Regions from separate parts of the Mus musculus genome. Here regions 1 and 2 are each linked to region 3. The links are chromatin contacts, called in public HiChIP or PLAC-seq and promoter capture Hi-C maps. All regions are on one chromosome and are shown on one strand. The core of a region is the stretch at or near the end of the contact, and the rest is flanking DNA. Distances in the headings are between cores, read along the strand shown.

Evidence for each region. Promoter capture Hi-C pulls out the DNA fragments that hold promoters and counts their contacts. HiChIP or PLAC-seq counts read pairs in DNA pulled down with a chosen protein or histone mark.
Region 1: a contact with region 3 is called in an H3K27ac HiChIP or PLAC-seq map of acute myeloid leukemia, with 5 times the contacts expected there. The contact joins the enhancer-like site here to the promoter of Map9 in region 3. A contact is called at or near these places in 2 of 39 promoter capture datasets (hippocampal neurons and liver), 1 of 15 datasets of contacts at CTCF or cohesin (pro-B cells), 3 of 484 Hi-C or Micro-C datasets (the HPC-5 cell line, granulocyte-monocyte progenitors and nephron progenitors) and 6 of 115 datasets of contacts at active chromatin or transcription factors (acute myeloid leukemia, bone marrow-derived dendritic cells, embryonic basal ganglia and 3 more).
Region 2: a promoter capture Hi-C map of liver shows a contact between it and region 3, with 5 times the contacts expected there. The contact joins the enhancer-like site here to the promoter of Map9 in region 3. A contact is called at or near these places in 5 of 39 promoter capture datasets (cranial neural crest, embryonic stem cells, frontonasal cranial neural crest and 2 more), 1 of 15 datasets of contacts at CTCF or cohesin (CD8 T cells), 3 of 484 Hi-C or Micro-C datasets (the STO cell line, embryonic fibroblasts and liver), 14 of 115 datasets of contacts at active chromatin or transcription factors (the 230-238 cell line, craniofacial prominence, embryonic basal ganglia and 10 more) and 3 of 9 other capture datasets (adipose tissue, liver and pancreatic islet).

What each region holds. Positions count from the first base shown.
Region 1 is chr3:82,791,601-82,796,371 of GRCm38.p6, forward strand. No RefSeq gene overlaps it. Among named protein-coding and RNA genes, the nearest start is that of Rbm46, 82 kb to the right of the region's middle. Within about 2 kb of position 1,986, at least 35 of the 459 cell types and tissues checked have an H3K27ac peak or open chromatin away from gene starts, as enhancers often do. A contact at or near this core is called in acute myeloid leukemia, where this site is marked.
Region 2 is chr3:82,024,862-82,029,854 of GRCm38.p6, forward strand. No RefSeq gene overlaps it. Among named protein-coding and RNA genes, the nearest start is that of Asic5, 30 kb to the left of the region's middle. Within about 2 kb of position 2,635, at least 4 of the 459 cell types and tissues checked have an H3K27ac peak or open chromatin away from gene starts, as enhancers often do. A contact at or near this core is called in liver, where this site is marked.
Region 3 is chr3:82,356,047-82,360,895 of GRCm38.p6, forward strand. Map9 (microtubule-associated protein 9) reads left to right here and starts at 2,026. Exons shown (of 14, transcript NM_001081230.1): 1 at 2,026-2,209; 2 at 2,929-3,078; 3 at 3,844-3,928. The coding sequence starts at 3,004.

The DNA.
Region 1 (4,771 bases), core at 736-3,235, 440 kb after region 3:
GTGTACCACAAACAGTGTCTCTTATCCTCTGTTACTGGAGCTACAAATAGTTGTAAGACACCCTATGGTTACTGGGAAGCAAATTCATGTACTTTCTGTTTCTTAAACAGCTACTGTAAACATGGCATTTGTTCTGTGTTTGGTTGATATAGGACATTCAGCTTTTGCTTTCCAGTGATAGAGATCAAACCTTACCCATGCTGTGCAAGAGTAACTCCTCCTCACCTGGGGATCCATCCCACATACAGACACCAAACCCAGACACTATTGCAGATGCCAAGAAGTACTTGCTGGCAGAAGCCGGATATAGCTGTCCCCTGAGAGGCTCTGTCAGAACATAACAAGTGCAGAGGCAGATGCTCGCAGTCAACCATTGGACTGAGCACGGGGTCCCCAATGAGGGAGTTAGGGAAAGGACTAAAAGAGCTAAAGTGGTTTTTAACCCCATAGGAAGAACAACAATACCAACCAACCAGACCCCCCCAAACAAAGAGTACACATGGAATGAACCATGGCTCCAGCCTCATATGTAGCAGAGGATGGCCTTGTCGGACATCAATAGGAGAAGAGGCCCTTGGTCCTGTGAAGGCTCAATGCCCCAGTGTAGGGGACTGCCAGGACAGTGAGGTGGGAGAGGATGGGGGAGTGGGGGAGTACCCTCATATAAGCAGGGGGAGGGGGAGGGAGTTTTCAGAGGGGAGTCAGGGAATATGTAAATGAATAAAATATCCAATAAACAAACAAGTAAAACCAGTAGAACCAGGACCAGGGGAAGAGATTATAGCTTAATAAGAAAAGACAGATTCCTCTAATTAGAAGAGAGAGAGAGAGAGAGAGTGAGAGAGAGAGAGAGAGAGAGAGAGAGAGAGAGAGAGAAACTCCTCCTGAGCAATCTTATTCTGCACTGCAGTTCATATTTGCTTCTTTGTTTTGAGTCAGAACCTCATAGCCTAGCTTCATGCCACTGAAATAGCCTTGGACTTCTGAATCTCCTGACTGTTTCCTGAATTACAGGCAGGTGTCACCATACCTAGTTCATGCAGTGCTGGGGAGCAAATCCTGGGCTTCATACATCCCAGGTCAGCATTCTTATCAATTGAGCTACATCCCCAATCCAACAGACATCTTTGAGTCTAATAATCCTCACAACAAAATCATGAATTACAATCATTTTACACATTAGAAGCTAAGACTCAGGTAAAATGGTGTGTTTGAATCAACTTCCCATAGCCATAGCAAATGTCGCCTGTGCCCTTTCTGTGTATCTGCAGAGGATACACAAAAATGAGGGCTGTATTAGCTCAAGTTTTACACCCAAATCCTTTTCAGAAACTTGGGAATCTAGGGAAGGATATAAGGAAATTTCATTTATAGATTAGTCGTCCTCTTCCTCTTCTTCTTCCTCTTCTTCTTCTTCTTCCTCTTCCTCTTCCTCCTCCTCCTCTTCTTCCTCTTCCTCTTCCTCTTCCTCTTCCTCTTCCTCCTCCTCTTCTTTCTTCTTCATTTAATTAGAAACTTGTAAGGTTTCATCCTTTCAATCCTACATTTATCCTGTGTTTTTACTGCTTTAGGAAAAGGAATAACCATGCCCAGGAATGGTCAGGGTGTACAGGAAAGAAGGAAAGGGTGCAATATCAGGGTTAAAGTTGACCCTGTCCACCACTTAAGTGTCCCAGGCACACAACAAACTAACTGGCATTTGGAAAAAGGCAAAATGAAGTGCTAGTGAAGAGGTACCCCAGACTATCCCAGCATTTGCAAATCAGTTCTTTGAAAAAGGGCAATTTCTTGTTATTTTCCTTCTCTAAAGTTGACAAGGCTTGGTGCCCTGATGAGTGAGTTCACGTGGCTTTCTCCTACCATGTGTACTGGGAAGGAAAGGATGCAGCCTTTGTTGGATTTTAGAGTTTGTGGTCCTCACTTGCACAGCAGTCTCCCCATACCCCTGATACTTTTAGAGATTTTTTTTCTTTACAACTCCAGTCATTTTCTTCCTTCCCATTATCCCACTCTGCAGGAAGAGGAACTGGAGTTGTAATTATTCATAGACCCTAGCAGTAATTTTATTTTATTTTATTCCATTTTAAGTTCTCTTGGTAATGTAACTTGCTTGGGGTTCTAACAGAAAAACACAGCTACTCATAGACTCTTGACAGAAGGACAGTTCTCCTTTATTTGAGGAAGGTTATCCTCTTTGACCTAGGGCACAGTTTTGGGGAAGGAAGAAGATAGCCAGCTAGGTCAGCTGAGTCACCCTAGTGGTCAAGGGAATGACAGATGTTGCGGCTAGATCACCCTTACATTCTTGGCAATGTAGTTTAAAGCAACAGTAATTGGGACTCACATCTCATATTACAAGTCCAAGAAGACTTTATGCTTGGACTTCCTAACTGATGAGGTCAGTTTATAATTATCAAGATCCAGGTTGAATGTCTCTTTTTGAGCAAGTTAAATGTGTTCTTCAAAAAGACTTGCATGGAACAACACATACATAGAAACACAGGCCAAGTTTCAAATCAGCCCAGGTTCTGCTATGAATTCTGAGCATCAGAACAGTTAAATCTTGCTATTTTTCTGTTTTCCTCTTGCTCAGCTCAATACAACCTCATATGATGTCAACTTGGGCAGTTTCAGCAAGTGCTGTGGGGCTACCTTTAGCAAAACCAGGCGCTAGAGGCAGAGAGGCTTTAAAGTAAGAAGGAGCCTGGTCTAGCACAGCCCATGGCTCCCTCACATTAGCACCTGCAGATCAACGTTATAATTTTATAAAAGCAATTGTGTTTCCCGGGTGACATCAGGAAGGAAGCAGGCTGAAAATACTCAGTGCCCATTTACACACAAGCATCCACATGAATAGCCATTCATGCATGGAAATACACGAGTGAAGCAGTCTAGGAGAGACTAGGTATCCGAGCAAAGAAAGAAATAGGGAGCCAGGCATTGAAGAGCTGGGGAGGAAGGACAGTTTCACAATCTGTGCTGTGCTGGAAGCACAGCCTGTGTCTTACCATCCCATTCCACAGAGAAAAGGTCACAACCTGTAGGACATGTTGCTTAGAACAGTGGGGAGAATAAATCAGACATTTGTGGATGTATTTTTTCTTAATAAAGGAAAATGGGGTGTGATTACTGGGTGACATAAAAGTCTAATCTTCCTTTATTTCAATACAAAAATCTCATTTTATGCATCATACTATGAGTGCTCTTCAGGAATAATATAATGTCCGGGGAGAATAAACAGAGACAAGTGTCCAAAATCAATTTATTCCATGCCAATGGGAAACAAATCCATAGTGGGTTCAAATGCATAAAGATTGAATGTGACAAAAAGAGCAGCTTTATTGGGAACACAATTTAAACTTTATCTCTCTTTCCAATTCTCTCATAAGTCAACACATGTCCTTTCCACTCTGAACCTACACTGTTCTTATAACCAATAACAAAAGATAAACACCTTTAATCTGTAAACAGTGAGGTCCTCCTTTTTATTTCTCCTGGAAAACCTGCAGATGAGACAAATCAAAATTCAGACTCTAAAAACATTTGGAAAATAAACCCTATTATATTAATAAATTTTACATAAAAATGGAGATTCATTTGTGAAAACAGCTGAAAAGCCTTAACTAAATTGTCTTTTTCCTATTAGAAATGCATATTAAAATGGAGAAAAAAATCCTACTTTCCCTCATTTCTCTATGACCTAATAGCATGTTGCTATTAAAGGGGAGAATCTCAATGTTTCTTCTTCTCCTTGGGAAGGCAACTGGTAGGTTTCTTAAACACAGAATTCGAGGACAAGGAACTACACTCAGCTACAGAATCCTTCTTCTACCCTGGTCAACTTGGCCAGTTTCAACAAGTGTTTTGTGGCTAACAGAAACATGAGCAGGGGAGAGGGAGCTTTCAATATGGAGCCTGGTCTAGCACAGCACACCTCTCATTCACATCAGCACGGGCAGCGCAATGATATACATTTATAAAAGCAATTGCACTCACAGGGTGACATGAGCAAAAAGGAAGGATGGAGCTCCCAGTACCCATTTCCACACGATCATCAAGAGGGATAATCATCTAAGGTGAAAATACTTTCAGAGTTAAGGATTCTAAGAGTGAGACTAATAAGCACCGAAGAAAACACAGAAATAGAAATAGAAACCCAGGCATTGAAGAATTAGGGCAAAGGTTTCACATTACAGGTCACTTCTCCACAAAGCCCAGGACAGAGAAAGAAACCCTTTGTGAGCTGAGAGGAGAAGAAACCCTGTGACTGACCTCAGTACAGATCCCAGCACCATTACAAACAATCTCACAGATCAGGTGAGCACCAGAGCCCCAGGTTCCAGGCTCTCCATAGCATCCAGAAGCCAGGATAGCCCCAGTTTCCAAGCCTACACACAGCAGCTTCTAGGCCAGCACCTAGAATCCTCACTGTAGAGCTGTTTTTGTGCCAGGCCATGGACCCAGGCACCAGTGTTCTCCCAGACCAAGATAAGATCCCAGAGACACAGGATTCTTACTCATTCCTTCAAATCCACACACCAGAAATACCCAATGTACTAAGTGCCTATCTAATCCCTTCAGAGTCAGAATCTACTACTATACCATTAGATCTGGCTCTAAGCCCACTTTGTAGACAGGGGAAAAAAATAAATCCAGTGGCCCATACACCAGACCAACCCACTTTAGGACTCTAACAGCAAGTCTCAGCAAGTCAGCCCATGGACTCCACCATCGAGGCCACTCAGAACCTCCGGGCAGACTCACAGATCAG
Region 2 (4,993 bases), core at 1,385-3,884, 330 kb before region 3:
GAACGCAGAAATCTGCCTGCCTCTGCCTCACGAGTGCTGGGATTAAGGGCGTGCGCCACCATGCCAGGCTTATCATTTTTAATTCTGTTTATACCCATAGATTAGAGGTACTTCCAGTCTTGGGCAAAGGAACCTCTTTTGCTGTGGGAAGCTGCACAGAGACTCATAGCTCTTATCAAGGTGCTGTTATAATGGACTGTTGATAGCGCAGCACTAAATGTGACATCTATTTCATCTCGCTCACTCTCCAAGGCTCAGAGGAGGTTGTGAGAGAGGAGCCAGGCAGGAAGAGCCAGAGGGTAGGAAGGAATAGAGGGAAACGCTGTCTTTAGCACATGAAATGATCATTGCACTCATGAGCTCACCATCGTTATGATGACTTACACAACACCTAGACAAGGCCAAGTCAACATCCCAGCAGGCAGCTCTCACGGAACTCAGCGGGTCACAACAAAATAAATTCAAAAGAGAACATGAAAGTTAGAGGGGACATGCTTGGGGTGGAAAGGGAAGGGAGGGTGAAATAGAGGTAGATATGATTAAGACACGCTGTATGCATGTATGAGATTGTCAATGGATAAATGAAAGATAATTATAAGAATAGAACCAGAAAGCTGAACAGCAACATTCTCATCTTTCTGCTTCCTGACAGGAGGTGCAAATTATCCCAGGGTTTTAAAGTCCTGCTGCCGTGACTTCAACGCTATGGTGGGCTATATCTCAATATGTGAGCTAAAATAAAAACCTTAACCAAAAATGGAAGGAAAGAAGAGAAGAGGAAGGGAGGGGGTAGAGGGGGCAGAGCTAAAGAGGAGGAGAAGGGAGCAGAAAAGAAAGGAATGGCATGAAGGAGGGGGTAGGGAGGAGGAAGAGGGTTGTAATGGCAGAGGCAGCAGCAGTGGAAACTTAGGGAAAATCCACCTGCCATATTTGTTAAAAAACCTCCACTTGCCTGAGTAGAGATGCACAACCTTTTTAACATCTGATTTAGCCACATCTAGAAGATACTGTTGATTTACATTATGATTTGTGGGGCTTTAGCACACTGGGTTTCAGGTATAGACATTGGTTTTACCACTCACTTTTGTTTTGATCTTGGCATCCCTACTAAAGTCCATGTATTCCATTCCATCATGAATAAAATAATGAGGATGTACATGTGAACAACTAAACAGAGTGTTCCTATGAAGTATAAATATCTCAATGCCTGATTATCTGAGATTCATGCACTATCTTCTGGGCTCTTCCAAAAGGCTTGGGTCACTTCCCCATCTCTGCCCTCTGTAGCACACACAGCTTCTCCTCTAAGCTCAGGTAGGTTCGACTTTAAGGCTGTTGCTGTCCTTAGGGGTCATTCCAGGGTACTCGCATCTCCAAAATGCTGGGGTCTTCTTCTGCAACTTGGCTGCACTGTCAGAAATATTCTTAATTATGCCAAGCCTCAATGTCTCTGCCCGGCCCCTTCAATACTAGACATTCAGTTGCTATGAGGCTGTACTGCATGGCCAATGGCCTCTCCTGGCCTCTCAGAGACAAGCCTCTCCTGCTCTCCATAACTACTTCATTCTTTCAAAGCCATTACCACTTGGTGATTCTTACACTACCAAGCTTGGCTGCCAACATGAGGTATAACTGTGGCTGCCTCTGGAACACAACTTCTGAAGCTAACAATTTTAAAATGCTGGACATTGGAGCGATAATGTTTTAATTGTGCTGTGTTTAATAACAATACATTATTCAATTACTTATCCTATTTTAATTTTTTCTTTTCTTGAATGACTACTAGGGATTTTTGATTTTCAAAAATTCACATCATTCTATTTTTAGTAGACTTTATTTGGAGGGAATACACTTTCAGTTTTCTAATGAAACCAATATTATTAGGTGGAGATGAAATTATTGTAGATAATTTCATTTGTAATAAGACTGGATATTAACTTATTTAAATTTTCTCTATATTTAAAATGTAACAAAACCAACGTATACATGTTTTCTTAAAATATCATTGCACAACTCAGAAACCTCTTTGAAACACTCAAAGATACTAGATTGTAAAACTGATGATGATGATGGTGACCCAGATGATGGTGATGATGAACTGGAGAAATAACCAACTAGTATATACTATTTGTCTTGCAGTGAACCTATGTTTGCTTCGCAACACATGGAGGGCCACAGCTGTCTGTCTGTCTGCAACTCTAGGAGATCAGAAACATTTTTCTGACCTCTATGGGCTCCTGACAAGCAGGGGATTCTTGCAGGCAAACACTCATAACACACTTAAAAGGAAGTGAGATGATACATGAACTTTGGGGGAAGAAGAGGGGGATACATTCAGGGAGCTAGTGGGAGGGAATGGGGGGTGTGACCAATATATATTATATACATGTTTGGAATTTTTAAATAATAGGCAAAAAGAAAAGGGGTCAGTTAGGTCTCTTGTCATATGCTGAACTCAAACTGTATACACCCAGTCAGACTTGATTTTTTCTTCTGACCTTGTCCTCACCTTGTCCTAGAATCTAGGACACATTCATCATGGCTTCTGGTGTGTGCTCTGGCACTGCAGCACTGCCAAGGGAGGAGAGGACTCAGTAGCCAGCTTGGCACATGCTGAGGTGAAAATTAAAGAACTCTCAGTTCTTTGATTTGTACTCACACCCTGCACAGTGCGTCATCACAAAGCCAGCTCAGGCCCTGCAGTACTGCAGGGTTTTAAAGCTGTGTTTTCTTTATGGGGATGGGTGATTTTGCTAAAGTCTGTCTGTGTCAGGTAGACAGTCACAGAGGGAAACTCTTAGCAAGTTTTGAGGAATCTGCTTTATAAATTAAAATCTTCCTTTTCTATCTCTTCCCTTCGATGATCCAAAACCGCCTGATGGGCACTTGTGATCCTTACCGCTGCAGTAATGGGCATGGAGGCTCTGCAAAGATGGTTCCGTGGGTACTTGCTTCCTGTACCAGAGAGGGAACAGAAGTTTGAAACCCCAGAATCCATATAAAAGACAGATGAGGTAATGCACATCTATAATCTCAGTGCTTCTACGGAGAGGTGGAAAGCAGAGACAAAAGAGTCCCAGGACTCACAAGCTAGCAGAATAGACACCACGTTTGCCCTTAGATTTCTTTATTTCTTATGAGTTATTTTTCAGATCTTCGCACTCGGACTATTAAAGTTACTACAGTCAAATTTTTAGATGTTTTTCCTAAAAGGTCAAGACCAACTTCACTACCTGAGCACACAGACCTTTTATCATAGCACTGTTGTTGCTGTAGATCATGGTTTAACTGTTGGAAGTATCTCAATCAGCTCCCATTTTACTCAGTAGAAACCTGAGTCCAAATAACCAAGTTGTGAAGACGCTGGGGAAAGGACCACAGTGTAACTGGGCTCAGGAATTTTCTTCTCTATCAATGTTTTCTTCAATATTGGTCCACATCACTGTATTATTTCTTTTTTAATATGAGAGAAATTCAAATTTAATGTAAATTAAAACTTTAAAATTACTCTAACGTTCTCAGTTTCTTTCTTCAGGCACTAGAAGTTCTTGTCAGACAGGTCTTTCACTTGCTTCGTTAGAGTCACACCAAGATATTTTATATTATTTATGATTATTATGTAATATGTTGTTTCCCTGATTTCTTTCCTAGCCTTTTTATTGCTTGTATAAAGGAGAACTACTGGGGTTTTTTTCTAGTTAATTTTGTATCCAGACACTTTGCTGAAGGTGTTTTTCAGCTACAGCTATTCTTTGATAGAGTTTTGGGGATCACTTATGTATCTGGAAGGGATAGAAACTCCACAGGAGTGATTGATAGGGTCAACTAACCTGGACCATTGAGGTCTTTCCGAGACAGAAACACTGACCATGTCGGGGGGACTTAAGCCCTCCATACATATGTAGCAGATGCATAGTTCAGTCTTCATGTGGGTCTCCCAACAACTGGAGTGAGGCTGTTCCTAAATCTGTTGCCTGCCTGTGGATCCTGTTCACCTAACTGGATTGCCTTGTCTGGCCCCATTGGGAGATGATGTACCTAGTCCTGAAGGAACTTGATGTGCCAGGATGGGGGGATAGATACCCAATGGGGCCTCCACCCTCTCAGAGGAGAAAGGAAGGGGGATGGAGGGAGTGTTTATGTAAGGGGGCAGCGATTTGGGATGAAAAGTAAATACACAACTTAATTAATGGAAAAATAACTCCTTAAGCACTATATTCTTGCTTTTACTTGATAGCTTTCAATAAGGAGGTAGAACTTTGCTTACTCCCCCGCTGTGTTATAGCTTCCATCACAGATTGCTTATTCTACTAAAGTTACTCACCTCCTTACAAATAAGCAGGGAATACCTGGTCAGAATTTATAAACAAGGTGTATAAGAGTAGATTTGATATCTCATAATGAGCACAAGTTTTGTAGCATTCATTTGAATCTGTGGGAAAGTAAGAATGAATTCCAGGCTGCACAAAGAAAGTGACTGTTAGTTCCTAACCAGGAGGTGCAATGTCCTCTGAGAACAACTGTGTCAGTCCCTGACTGTCCTTGGTCTTAATAGCAGATGGTGTTTTCTGCTGCCCTCTAGTGGTTCGCAAGCCGTTATTACAGACGGCATATAAAGAAACCCACTTAGGTAAAGACTGCAAAAAACCATTCTCTTTCAAAGACAAAGAAAAGAGCAGATCCTCTGGTGAGCCAATGGTAGGTTCAAACAAAATGAATTAGCTGGGAAATATAATACACATGTATATTTACATGTTTTTATGAAAATGATTTTATTAATTCAAACTGACTTGAGTTTAATTTGGAGAAAATTTTCATTGTGTTTGTTTGAATATTCAAACCCATTCTAGGTTTTGCTTGCTGACCCAACCATTTTCTGATGACATGTCCATGTTCTGTCCATGATTTAGCATTCACAATGTATTTCCAGTGATTTGAAAATGAGCATGCCTTTGGTTATGTTTCTATCCTCAACATGTTGAACCCAGGTTCT
Region 3 (4,849 bases), core at 776-3,275:
ATCACTACAATGAGGTGGCTTTCCTTGTGACTCTGATGTTCCCCTTTGTGAGTCTCTCCCTGGCCACAGTGCCTTCCCCCCACAATTCTGCAACTTGTATCTGAACTCAGCCTTCAACCTGCAAGAGCTGTGGGGACTCATGTCTTACAGCATACCATCCAGTGCCCATAGACTGCTCCCATGATGATTGTGAGCACAGACCCTTGTTCCTTTAAACAATTTTTTCTGATCTCTAACCTGTACCACAAGCCACAGAACAACTAACTTTGTGCTAAGCGAGGATTAGGAACTGCTGAATAAAAGTCACATCTCAATTTCTTTGTGATATGAAAAGGGGTCTTCGTCTACCCTATATCCTGCCCAAACACATGCAGGCATGCACAGGTGCTCATGCAGGTGCACACATGCACACACACAAAGACACACACACACCAAAACCAAAAGGCAACCTGAAGAATCACTGACAGTAAATTATCTTGAGCACTAACTAAAAGCAGTTCCTGTGCTGAGCCACTCAAAACCATGGTTAGGTGGGTCCATATACTGGACTTCAGGTCCAGCCTTCTCTCCCATACTTAGTACTCAACTCAAACTCACATGTGTAACAACTGAATTGCTGCTAGAAAGAATTCTCTTTAGAGCCTCTCACTTTGTGCTTGTGGCAAACAACCATCCGAAACCCATTCCCATTGTGTGCAACCCGGCCCTATTGGTAGCTGGGAACTCAGTGTTCTCTATCATTGATGTTGTTGTAAGTTTATTTTTGTAAGTCATGCCTACATTAAAGTTATATCAGTTAAATGAATACCAAATGAATAGAGCCCTTACACATTATCTAAAAATTAGTTCTTCCCATTTGGGTACCCGCCGTGGGTACAGGGCCTTTATCAGAATCATAGATGTTAATAAAATGTAGGATAGAAAAGCTAACAGTAACTGGTGAAAATAGAAAATCTTTTCCTTATGCAGATATTCACTTAAAAATAGTTAAAAACAACATAATTAGCCAAAACAAATTTACCAACCAAGAACAAGTTGAAAAACTTAAACTAGGCTTTTTAAAGGAGTTATTGCAAATATTACTTAGAAACCTTTTTCTCACTGAACTTCATATTTGTTTTTGTGTATTTAAAGATCTATTTGTCAGGGTTATTTTTTAAAAGAAACATTGTGGAGATACAGAAACAAGTTTAGTCACTTGTTAATGAATTGATTTCGACATACCTTTTTCAAGTTAAAAATAGATGAAGTCTGTGTAACTTTAAAAGTTTAAGTGTTTTGTGTATTAATAAATTATTAAATGGCAAAGATAGTGATACTGTCAGCAGTACTTTTTCCAGCCTTCTCCCCTGTGTTTTATTTGCTGACTTCTTTTTAACCAGATTATCTACTAAATATAGAAAGGGTAAACTTTTCACCAAAGATGTAAAACAGGCTCTGGGCTGTGTGTGCTTATGGGATACTTTAGCACACACACCCCTACCCCTACTCTCTGCCTCCTCCTCCTCCGCCCCCCCCCCCCCAACTGCATTACTTACAAGAAACGCTCCTATGTAATATTAACTGAATGCGATTCTAAACATTTCCCAATATTTCGCTATATATTGTATTCGGTATTCACTGCAATCCTTTAAGGAGACAGTCTTATTAGTTTCTTATCAAATCATAGAGATCTTATTTTGCATATTCCAAGAATCAAACGTGCAGTTTAACTCCGACGATTGCAAACGTCACTACTACGTCGTTCTGTTGAGTCCGCTGACACTGCACTGACTCACGCATTCCACGTTCTAACTAGCAAAAGGAAGCTTTGCATCGTGGTCACGCAATACCTGCCTATAAACAAGGACTCTGAGCAGGGGCAATCAAGGTTCCTTGTGGCGTGATGGCAGAGGGCCGGTCTTGTTTCCTAGGTAACAGCCATTGCACACAAGCTGATAGGGCACCGCGCTCCCAACACCTCCACCAGTGATGTCACTTCCTTGGTCTGTGCGGTTGTCCCAGCGACGCCGGCGGAAAGGCGGTGTTGGGTACCCAAGAGACCAGGCGGTTGGAAGTCACTTCCTCCCGGGGACGCTGTTGCCTAGCAACCGCCTTCTGCCTCCATCTTTTGCCCCGCCTCCAGGTTATTCCAATACCTGGTTTCCCAGACCGCGAGGCCCGGGCCGGGGGCGACACCTGTGCTAGAGCATAGCCGCTGGGTTCTCAGGTGGTCACAGGGGCCCGGGTGCACGGGGAGCGGGGTGGATGCAGGAGGCGCGGGCCGTGGTACGTGGAGGAACGGAGGGGACCGTGCTGGGTGTGCGGGGCCCTGGCGCGTGCTGGGCCGGGAGCCGCGCGGAGCTGGGATGCGGACGCCGCCTGGCCAGCCCGGGGAGCTCTGGGCGGTGGCCGGCGATCCAAATGGGCCTCCGACGTCGCGCGCTGGAAGCCTGATGTGCTGCAACTTAGTGTGGAGATGTGTGTGTAACAGCAAACGAATGGTTTGGGAAAATGTCGCTGCTGCTTGTGGTTAAGCATCGTTTTGAATACTGTTATGTGCAAGCCATTTCCGGGGCTGGGAACCTTGACAGTCCTCTTGGTTGCAGCTTGAACTAAGTCGTGGTGGCGTCCGCAATGCTGTGTGTTTTTAATAATGGAAAGTGAAATTGTTTGGCAACATTTTGTTATTATGTAGTTCATTCATCCTTCTAGTGGATGTAGAACAGTAATAACTTCCTCATGGATTTTCTTTTCGTGAAAACCAATTTGTTGTGAAATTTTTATGTACTTAACATAAAACGCTCTTAACGTTTTTAGGTGAATATATTGTACAATGATTAGAGCGATTTCTCTTTGGAGCGGGGTTGTGGGGCACTAATCCCAGGAACAGTGTCTTGATCATGTAAAAACGTCTAATTCTTTAAAATATTTATATGTATATTTCAGCCACCATCAGAGGTTGAATGAATTATTTCAGTAATTTATTAACTGTTGTATAAAAGCAGAGAAAAAGGACACACCATGTCCGATGAAATCTTCAGCACAACTTTGGCGTACACCAAGAGTCCAAAGGCTACCAAGAGAACTTCCTTTCAGGTAAAACGCTGCAAAGCATTTGGTTTTGATTATGCTGCTGCCTAGCCCTTGCTGGTTCTCACAAGATCTGGCATGACGTGGGAGGAGTTCTTGCTTCACTGTTAGTGTGTTGTAGGTCATCTGTCAACTTTGGGCTCCAGTATTGAAACACCCCTCTCTGTAGGATCCTGTCTTCAATATTTGGTTTCTAAGTTGCAAGCCAAAGAGCGACTTCAGAGCTTGGCTCTCTTTAGATTTTGGTTTTCTGTCGTAAGCGTCACAAGGTCTGACTGTGCCAATGCTGCATCCAACTCTTGTTCCCGTGTTTATCACATTATGCCCATCTCTGTAATACACTTCAAGGACCAGTTTGAGGCTGAGGGTCTGCCTCAGTGGTAGGCTATCAAAGTAGCCTGTCATGCTTGTCAAACCTAAGCACTTCCCTCCCTCAAAATGTAGGCATCTGTAACAGAATGTCAGTTTCTAGTAAATCCAATTAAATTGATGCCCCTATCATTCATTAGCATTTAGCGAAGATTGTAACCTGCAATTAATCTATCTAATACTAGTAGTCACTTCCTATTTATTTACCAGTCCCGAGGAAATGGCTCAATTCTGCGCTGAGTCTGATGACGTGGGTACGTTGTACAGCGTAGGCTTAGAGTAAAGTTGGGTGAATGAACTTAAATGTGAATGTAGAATAACCGAGTATAGTTGTTTTAAGATCTAAGTACGAGACATCCCTGCTTGAATGGGAATTGATGTTAGTTACTGATCTCGTTGCAGGATGAGCTGATCAGAGCCATTACAGCCCGGTCAGCCAGGCAGAGAAGTTCCGAATACTCCGATGACTTTGACAGTGACGAGATTGGTATGTAAGTGAATAGACAAATGAGCCAGGGTCCTGTGTTTTGCTGTCTTAGTTGCATTTCACCTATCCCATAACCTCTCATGATGGATGCCTGTGAATTCACTAGCTTCAGAATTCTATGTGTGCAGTGAGTTAGGAAGCCACTCTTAATTTTCAAGGAGATCACAAATTATCTCTACTTATTTCTGAATGTAAATTTAAAACTATTACTAGGTCTATAGTAAAATGCTACCTTAGGACTAAGCTGTCTTTGGAAGTAGTTTCATCTTTAAGTTCAACTTTAAGAATTCTATATCTGTAATTGCAACCGGGGTTCACAGGGTTAAACAGTGGTGCTTATGTAATGCTTTTGTGACACAGACCAGATCTGGGGCTGTAATAGAGGGTATAGTAACTGATTTTCTGTTGCTGGTGTAAAACATCATGAGCAAAAGTGACTTAGAAAAAGAGTTCATTTCGGTCTACAGTTCAAAATGATGTGAGCGAGGTGCCTTCAACGGCAGACACACAGAGCAGAAAGAGACCTGGAATGATGTCAAGGCTGTGACAAAGCCCACTCCCAGAGAAGTACTTCATCCACAAGCCAGTCCCTCCTCACCAAACAGTGCCATCACGTGGGGACTAGGTAGTCAAGTTCCTGAGCCTACGGGAAACATTCTCACCCAAGTGACCATAACTCACTTCCTATAACCCATAGACTCATGGCCAATGCACAATGCATTCAGTCTAACTTTAAAGTCCCCCATAGTCTTTAACATTTTCTGCACTGTTTAAAATTCTTCTGAAGTCAATCAGAAGAACTATTAATTAAAGGTTATTAATTGTAGCCTCTTGAAAAAATCAAAATGCAGAATACATGCTTCTAACATGTAATGGGATAGGATATATGTCCATACAGGCAGGCAGACAGACAGACATTAC